2 separate regions of the Zea mays genome follow, and region 1 is linked to region 2. The links are chromatin contacts, called in public Hi-C maps. All regions are on one chromosome and are shown on one strand. The core of a region is the stretch at or near the end of the contact, and the rest is flanking DNA. Distances in the headings are between cores, read along the strand shown. Region 1 holds the start of LOC100384565. Region 2 holds the start of LOC107275227 (NAC domain-containing protein 18).

Region 1 (4,176 bases), core at 531-3,030, 140 kb after region 2:
ATTTTGTTTGGGAATTTCGGGTACCAACTTGCAAAACCCAAATTTATTTCGAGTAATTCGGGTATCATAATCGGATACCTGAAATACCTTAACTTTCATATGTCATGTACACATGTCATGCTTAATTATTAATTTGTACATCTATAATTATGTGTAAATGTGCATGCCTTGTGAATGTAGATTGCTTGCGTTTTTATGTCCATGTATATCATTATTCAAACTGTATTTTTATAATAATTTATAGGGTGCATGTGTTTTTATGAAGCTAACACAACAGTTCGCTAGTTCGGGAATACCCGAACCCAAAATTCTGGATACCCGAATTTTCGGATATTGTAAAACCGTTGTAATTTTTGGTATCGATTATCAAAACCCAAAATTCTAAATACACGAATTACCAGACCCAAAAATTTCGGATAACCTCAACACCCACCCGTAGTGGAGACCTCAAAGACCAGCGCCCACCCAAAAAAAACCCGGACATGGACGCCGCTGATTGGCATCGGATCTCGTTGAATGAAAAGATTGGTCATGGTCATACCCACGCGATATTTGCGTCCCATTCATCTTTGCTTTCCGCAAACACCTTCTCTTTGACTGGACCGCTAGGTTGCAAAGAGGAATAGGATAGTTTCTGTTATGAAAAGAAGATATAAAAGAAAAGAGAGCAAAGGCATTAAGGCAACAACAACCTTTGTGCTCCGAAGAAAATAGTGATATATTAGGGTGTGAGAGCCTGAGAGGCACTAGTAGGAGTGGATTAGAACAAAGCTTAACATAAGCAATACCGACACTTGTGTCTGACCAAACAAAGACCGGAGCAACTACCAAAGCTTCATGGGATGTAAAGGCAAGCAACCCATCAAATAATTTACAAAGTTCAACTAAGCACCTCTTGGGCCACAATACTATATCTCAAATACCATAGTATCATATTAGAACTGTAAATAAACCTTCTACCAAACGAGCTCTAAAGAAACATTACATTTTTCGAGAATCAATATTCGTAGGTGTTACACGAATCTATATATTGTGAGGTTTATGTGCGGAGAAAAAGGAAGGGGTTATAAGTTTTAGGGTTTACAAAGCAGTGACCCCTCATGTCGCGATGACTAGACGAATTATACATTTATCTATTTATATTGATTTGTGAGTTGTTTTACATAAGCAGACTAAAAAGTAAAACATTGAAATCCGTCCAAAAACCGATCACACGACCTGAGACAGTGCGTGGGCCGCGGGAGGAAAGTCGGTCTTTATTCACTAGCTCTACTATCTCAATTCTGTTTAGAACCTCTAAAACTAATAGTTAGCTACTAAAAACTAGTTGTTAGGTTCTAAACACCATCAACTAATACCACAACTAATTATTAGCTATCTCACAATAAACAATTAGTTCATTAGTTGGCTCAACACAACTAATAATTTATTAGCTGACTAATTATTAGCTCTAGCGTTCCAACAGAGCCTCATTTTATATCCTACTTTTTATTTTAATTTTTATGGTTAGTTTGGGAACCCTATTTTTCTAAGGATTTTTTATTTTCTCAAAAGAAAATAAACTAAATTTTCTTAGAGAAATAGAAATTCCTTAGAAAAATGAGATCGTGAACACTATTTTTTCCCAAAAAAAATTCTATTTTTCCTAGAAAAAATGAACTATTTTTTTTAGAAAAATAGAAATTCGTTTGAAAAATAAGATTACCATAGCGCTTAGACACAGGGTAAAGAAAGCGCGCACCAGCGCAGCACTCGCACTCGAGCACCGAGAGGGAGGAAAAAAGAATTCTCCACTTCCCCACTCTCCCTCTCCCGCTCGTGGCTCGTCAGTGGGTGGGAGTGTGCGGGGCTAGCCGCTAGGGTTTCCGCGAGCCCATCGCCGGCCGGCCACGGACGATCCGGGACTCCATCCGGCGCCTGCCCTGAATCGGCTTCGCGGGGCGCAAGGAGCGAGAGAATGAAGTCGTCGCTGCGGAAGCTGCGGGGCTTCGCGCTGCAGCGCCAGGAGCAGCGGGTGGACCGGGACCGCGGCCGGGGCCACGCCACCGCCGCCGCCACCGCGGCGGACGAGCTCCTCGCGGCTGCCCAGGTGCGTGGGCCTTGCGCCTCTCCCTTCCGCTTCGTGGCTGCGCGAGCGAGCGAGCCGGATGGGTGGGTCAGTCTGTTGGGGCTGTGGAGATCTCGCGGGGGAGCTCTGGCCCTGCTTGTGGTTTTCGCAGCAGCCGCTGCGGGTTGATGGATTCCACGTGGTTGGGTTTGATGACCAGTTCATAGTTCGGTGGTTGCCTGGTTGGCGTGCGAGAGTCTGGAGCATGGTCGTCGTGACTCGTGAGGATTTCGTAGAAATTCTAGTGTCCGGATCTGTTCTCAATTTCACGAACACACGGCTGGACATCGTTGGGATTCCACCGGGAGGAATGAGCTTTGCTTTCGGGTTGTTTCCTGGTGCTGTGGGAATCGTCCGCTCACATTTTAGTTTAGCATAGTTGAGAGAGTTTGCTTTGATCTGCTAGTGGCGTGATTTCAGCTCAACTACTGTGGTTACTTGGCAGAGTCATGTTTGCTTTTGGTTCCATGCATTTTCTCCTGTTCAATGGTGTGATAATTGAGTGATTATCATGCATCGATGCTTGTGTGTGATGTCGCTTTGGTGCGAGATACATTTAAGCATTTGGCATGCCTTTCTGCGCTAGGGTAGTGTGGGCAGGCAGCAGAACTCGTGATACTTCTGAATTCCTTGCAGTAAATGAAGGTGTTAGTTTGCTCAATTGAGATCTTGTCTAATCGAGTTGGATCTGACAAATGGGTGCCCCATTCCAGATTAGTTTGTGCAGAAGTCTTCAATTGTTTAAAATTGAACTATTTTGTGTGGCTGTCCTGAATAACAAAAACAGTGGTGAGTCCTGCTGTTCACCAGCTGTATAACTTCATCAGAATACCATAATGGATGATGTTAAAACTTCTCTTGTTTTAAATTCTGGGTCTGCTTCCTGCTAGTTTTGTTCTGAATTGTTGCTTTCTTTGACAGGATATGGCAGATATGAGAAGCTGTTACGATAACTTGCTTTCTGTTGCTGCAGCAATTGCAAATAGTGCATATGGTAATTTTCTTGTCTAAAGCCCTCCCCCACCCCCTAAAGGCCTTTATTAAGTTTTCTTATATGTCCAATGGCGTTTTATGTATATATTAGTTATTGGTTATGTCTTCATTTATGTTTATTACTTAGGTTTGCACATTATTTTTTGAATATAAATAGCCATCATCTCTCTAAAGTTCATGCTGCACATATTTATACCCTGTTTCTTCTAATGATTTACTCAATCAAGCTGGGGAAATGCAAACCTTGAACACCTTGATTTCAAGTACCCGACATTTTGTAACCTCAGTTCATTTGTGTTTGTGAAATATTAACATATAGATGACATTATATGCAGAGTTCTCTGAAGCACTTCAAGAAATGGGAACTTGTTTGCTTAAAAGAGTTACGCCAAATAAGGATGGAATAAATGGTAATTATCCCATGTCTTTTTTTTTTCTTTGTGAACATGCTTGTTTTGGTAGATTTTGATAGATTATTGTCATTAACTCATTGTACTAAGGGTTTCAAAGCTACTAACTTAATATTCAGAAAGTCATATGCATAGTGAAAGGGCCTCTAGCGCAGTTGGTTAGGTGGTGTGAGTAGCACTCCTCAGGTCCTGGTGGGTGGGACAGGGGTTCGAGGGTTTTTTTCGGCCTGCGTGATGTCTTCTTAATATAATGTTCAGGGGCTGTCTTGCCCCATAGTTCGAGGTTTTTTTATACCAATGCATGCATGGGGTCTCATATCTATACAAGTTTTGGAGTCTCTTGTAAAACTTTCTTGTCCTTTTGTAAAGTCGTGCAATTACTCTAGAAAAAGCATTTGTGTTTGGATGATATTGTTAATCCTCTTGTGATTGTTTGTCACAAAAAAGGGAAAAAGGTCATGCTACAGTTCTACAAAACCTAAGTTAAATAACCTCATGTAGCTGCAGCTAGGCTATTCAATGAGGATGAAAGTGAGTCAACAAAAAAAAAGTGCACTACACATCTTCACTTCTGGTCAGTAGACTGTCTCATTAAGAAAAAAAAATACAAAGAGATATAACTAAAATGTGTAATATGTACCCTCCTAATGTTTTTTTTGGACATGC
Region 2 (4,236 bases), core at 1,025-3,524:
AGCCCGATTAGTCCGGCACTATTAGCCATCTATAGGAATAATCTACTCGAGACGAACGATTATGAACCGCGCGCGGATGGGTGTTGCTTCGTCCCACTTCCACGGGCGGGCTCGCGCAGCCACAAGTCAGAGGTACCTGCACTCCAAAGGCATTGACGATGCGGGACCCCGCCCGCTCCAAAACCAAAAGCAACCCCGCCGGCCGGCCGGCCAACAGCTAGCTAGGCGGCTGCCATCGACGACGTGCTTGCTGCAGTGGCGCATGCATGCGCAGAAGAGCAGCCGCTACAACCAATCCAGACGATGTCGTCGGGATCTAGTCATCTTTTTCTTCTCAGTAATGCATGGCGATTATTACGCCACTGTTCACACCTGCACACATGATCGGATCGTCCGAGGCTTTCTGGGTTCCTACGTCAGTTGGTAGTATTTGGCTAGCTAGCTAGCTTGTGTTTGAGGAAACGTAGGACGTCGTCCTAGCTAATAACATCTCACTTTCTGTTTCGCTCCCTCCTTTCTCCCCATATGATTGATCTTTACCTACTGCTGCACACACACGCCTTTTGCTTCCATGCCTGTTCTCAGCAGCCACCGTCTCTGGGCTAGGCTCTTGCTGTTTGTTTAAGGAATAGACATGGCATGTCAAGTGAGCTGACAGCCTTGTTGGCCGGACTGGACTTTGTGAGGCAGATGCCCTCCTAACCCAAACCTCTCCAGTCTCCACTGCTACTGCAACTAGCTAGGCCTGAGCAGGTCGGTGTGGACAGAGCGAGCGCGCGCGCGACAGCAAACCGACGAGAAAGAGGCGATGACTGGGGCTCGGCTTGCTTGTAATTAGGGGGAGGATTCGGCCTTTGCGGGTTCCTACTTGTGGTGGTCTGGCATTGCATTGCATGCCTCCTGATGCCAACCCTTCGTGTTTTGGGTTGCGTTAATTCCTGTCAACACCTGCATGATTGCGCTGCGTACGTGTGGACCATACGGTGCTGCTTCTTTGGCTTGTGAGAGGTCAGGTGAAGGGGACCTGTTGCTTTGCTTGGGCAGGCTAACATTGGCCTAGCTAACCCTGTCCCCATTACGAGATCAAGCGTAAATAAATCTGCTAATTAACTAAAGATGCATGCATGATACACTAATAGTTTCTGTCATTCGATCTTCCGTGTTGTAGCTTTCGCTCTGCTGCTGATGCCGGTGCTTTCAGAGCAGAGGAGACAGTTAACTGTACTCCAAAAGTCTGAACCAAAACAGTTCAGTTTAATTTTTAATACACATGTTATATGCGTTGCGTAGCCACGCAACGCAAAGAATGTTTCACTTCTTCAGAACCAGAAGCAAAGAGACTTGTCAAAAGTGTTGCGTCATAACGAGGAGCGGCGGAAAAGTCATACGATGCTGAGAACTTTCACATCTCATCTGCGTTAAAAATGTGTGGTCCTGACAGCGCCCCTGAGAAATATCTGACCACGAGTGGACCCCCAAGTGCTCGCTATATATGCTGGGTTGCTTCGAAGGAGGAGGCAGGCAGCATGTTTTTTATTGTAATCGTTCCTTGTAATCCAGATTAAGGAGTATATAAAGTGGTCTCGTAGGCATACAGCACGTACAACACATGTCAATATTCAGCTGAGCTCTTCGTCTGGGGAAAAAACAGCTGGCGCTGTCGATTAGCATGGAAGATATCCTTATGGTAAATCGCTTTGTGTATTAAAAAAAATATGTGTTGGATTGGAAAGCATTTTTCCAACTAGCAAAAACGTTGGTTCAACCCTTCTTTCTTTTAGCAATCATTTACAAGAAGCCCACATCAATCAGGCTTCCATTCCATCCGATTCGCCATGTCAGGGTCCGTGCTGTCCATGTTTTATGCACAAACCTGCTGAAAGCGCGTCTGAATATAAAAACGGAGAGCTTTTCGTTTTCAGGGAAAGCGAGCGAGCATATGAAGGAGAACTCCCAGAAGAAAAAAAAATGGGTTCATTTGCAGCTAAAATTAAGAAAGAGCTTAGATTGCTTGAGTTAGATTAGTTCTCCTTTTCCTACTTTTTTTTTTATTGTTTTCGCTCGCGCTAGTCTGCGATTATCAATTCGCCATCTTGAAACTGACAGCAACAGGGAAGAGATTTTAGAGAAGATTTGTTTCGGACTGGGACGGGATCATGTGAAACCGGACAAGGAATCATACGGTTTATAAGCAAAGGAGAGTAGATGCAGGATGGAGTCCGCTACACGCCACTGGGGATCCTATAAATTCCCCTGCCTTTTCTTCTCCACTCCACTCATCACAAATCTCTCTCTCTCTCTCTACAAGCTCCAGCTAGACTGTCCTGCTCTGCTTCGGCGCTACTGTGCAGTGTGCACAGCCAGCCAGCTCTGCAGCAGAGCAGAGTCCGGCTGTGAGCCCTGACCAGAGAGGATTCAGTGCCATGGAGAGACCTGCGCAGGCGCCCACGCAGCTGCCGCCGGGGTTCCGGTTCCACCCCACCGACGAGGAGCTGGTAGTGCTGTACCTCCGCCGGAAGGCCCTGGCTCGCCCGCTGCCGGCCGCCGTCATCCCCGTCGTCCACGACGTCGCCGGGCTCGATCCATGGGACCTCCCTGGTGCGTGTGCACGCGCTCTTCATCTGAGCGCGAGCACCTTCGGATCAGCGTAGACGTGAGCGTACTGACGCGGAGTTTTTCCTGGTTATTTGGTGTGACTGAACCACGCAGGGGCAAGCGAAGGGGAGGGTTACTTCTTTAGCCTGCGGCGAGCGCCGGCGACCGGCCGTGGCAGCCGCAGGAGGAGAGCTGGGAGCGGGTACTGGAAGGCCACGGGCAAGGAGGAGCCGGTGTTCCTGCAGTGCGGCGGCGGCGGCGTAGGCGGCAAGAGGCAGCTGCTCGTGGGCGGCAAGACGGCGCTCGCCTTCCACCGCAGTGAGCCGTCGCCGCCGTCGTCGTCGCGGACAGGCTGGGTCATGCACGAGTACCGGCTCGCCGCCGCGTCCCGCGGCGTGGCCGAGCAGAGGAAGAAGAATGCGAGCCACGTGAGAACTCAGAACTCCCACCATGATGCCTCCGTTTGGAAGTAGCTTGGTTCGCTTTGCAACCTCGACCGCGATATTTTGCCGCATGTAGCTTACATTTGCCCCCGAACAAAACATGGCGTGCCAATGACTGCAGGGTTGTTGCGATGCTGAGCCGGGAGAGTGGGTCGTGTGCCGGGTCTTTCTGAAGAAGGGAGCAAGAAGAAGCAGGCCGGGCCGGGATGGTAACCACAGCAGAGCTCTGAGACACCGCGCATCCGCTGCGCCGCCGCAGCTCCGGGAAGGTGTGGGAGGACGGCAGCCGTTGCTGTTCCCGGCGCCACAGTCGCCGTCCTCAAGCTGTGTCACCGGCGTTACCGACTTGTCAGACGAAGAAGACGAAGTCAGCAGCGGCAGCATAACAAGAGTTGCACCTCAGAGAGAGGCCTGATGGGGATTTTAAGTGTTCCCTCCCCCCTCTCTCATGGTCCCGTAGCCCAACCTTTTTCTGGTACCATACAATGATGATGAGTTAAGCACGAGATAATCAGGTTTAGGCATGTCCAGCGCAGGAGTGATCCCGAAATATCATATCAAATGGATCTGGCAACCTGAGTTTAAATCAGGAGCAATAGTTTCTACGCTTCATCTGTGAAGCAGCATCCACTTTGATTTGGAACTAGAAAATGGGCGCTGCAACCTGCAACGGCCCGATGGTGTGTAAAATCTAAAAACGTAGCCAGGCATTCTTTAAGATGTACTATCTCCATCCTAAAATATAATTTATTTTAGACTAAATATATTGTTAGAAATATAGGCATTTTCCGTACCATTTTAATTCCATAAATTAACATTATGATGATGACATATAATAGATAATCAAACATAGAAAACATGATCTCAAAAATATCCATAACAATATGGATCATGCACTACCGGAATCAGAGCCTTTGCCGAGTGCCGGACGCTTTGCCGAGTGCCTTTTCTCGGGCACTCGGCAAAGACGGCTTTGCCGAGAGCCGCACTCGGCAAAGCTTGGCTCTCGGTAACGAGCGTCTTTACCGAGCGTAGGACACTCGGTACAGGTCCACACTCGGCAAATCCATGTTTGCCGAGTGTCAAACACTCGGCAAATGGGGCTCTCGGCAAAGGGCCGTCAGCGGCCGTCCCAAAGCTGACGGCCGTCAGTCTTTGCCGAGTGCCAACAGTCGGCTCTCGGCAAAGATGCTTCTTT

Evidence for each region. A called contact is a pair of places that touch in the nucleus more often than the background predicts.
Region 1: a Hi-C map of tassel shows a contact between it and region 2, with 2.3 times the contacts expected there. The contact joins the promoter of LOC100384565 here to the promoter of LOC107275227 in region 2. A contact is called at or near these places in 10 of 25 Hi-C or Micro-C datasets (bundle sheath, ear, endosperm and 2 more) and 1 of 3 datasets of contacts at active chromatin or transcription factors (leaf).

What each region holds. Positions count from the first base shown.
Region 1 is chr2:198,547,849-198,552,024 of Zm-B73-REFERENCE-NAM-5.0, forward strand. It overlaps LOC100384565, which reads left to right and starts at 1,781. Exons shown (of 10, transcript NM_001177076.1): 1 at 1,781-2,089; 2 at 3,029-3,101; 3 at 3,436-3,510. The coding sequence starts at 1,958.
Region 2 is chr2:198,409,589-198,413,824 of Zm-B73-REFERENCE-NAM-5.0, forward strand. LOC107275227 (NAC domain-containing protein 18) reads left to right here and starts at 2,275. Exons shown (of 3, transcript NM_001320462.1): 1 at 2,275-2,598; 2 at 2,710-3,023; 3 at 3,160-3,797. The coding sequence starts at 2,424. The coding sequence ends at 3,453.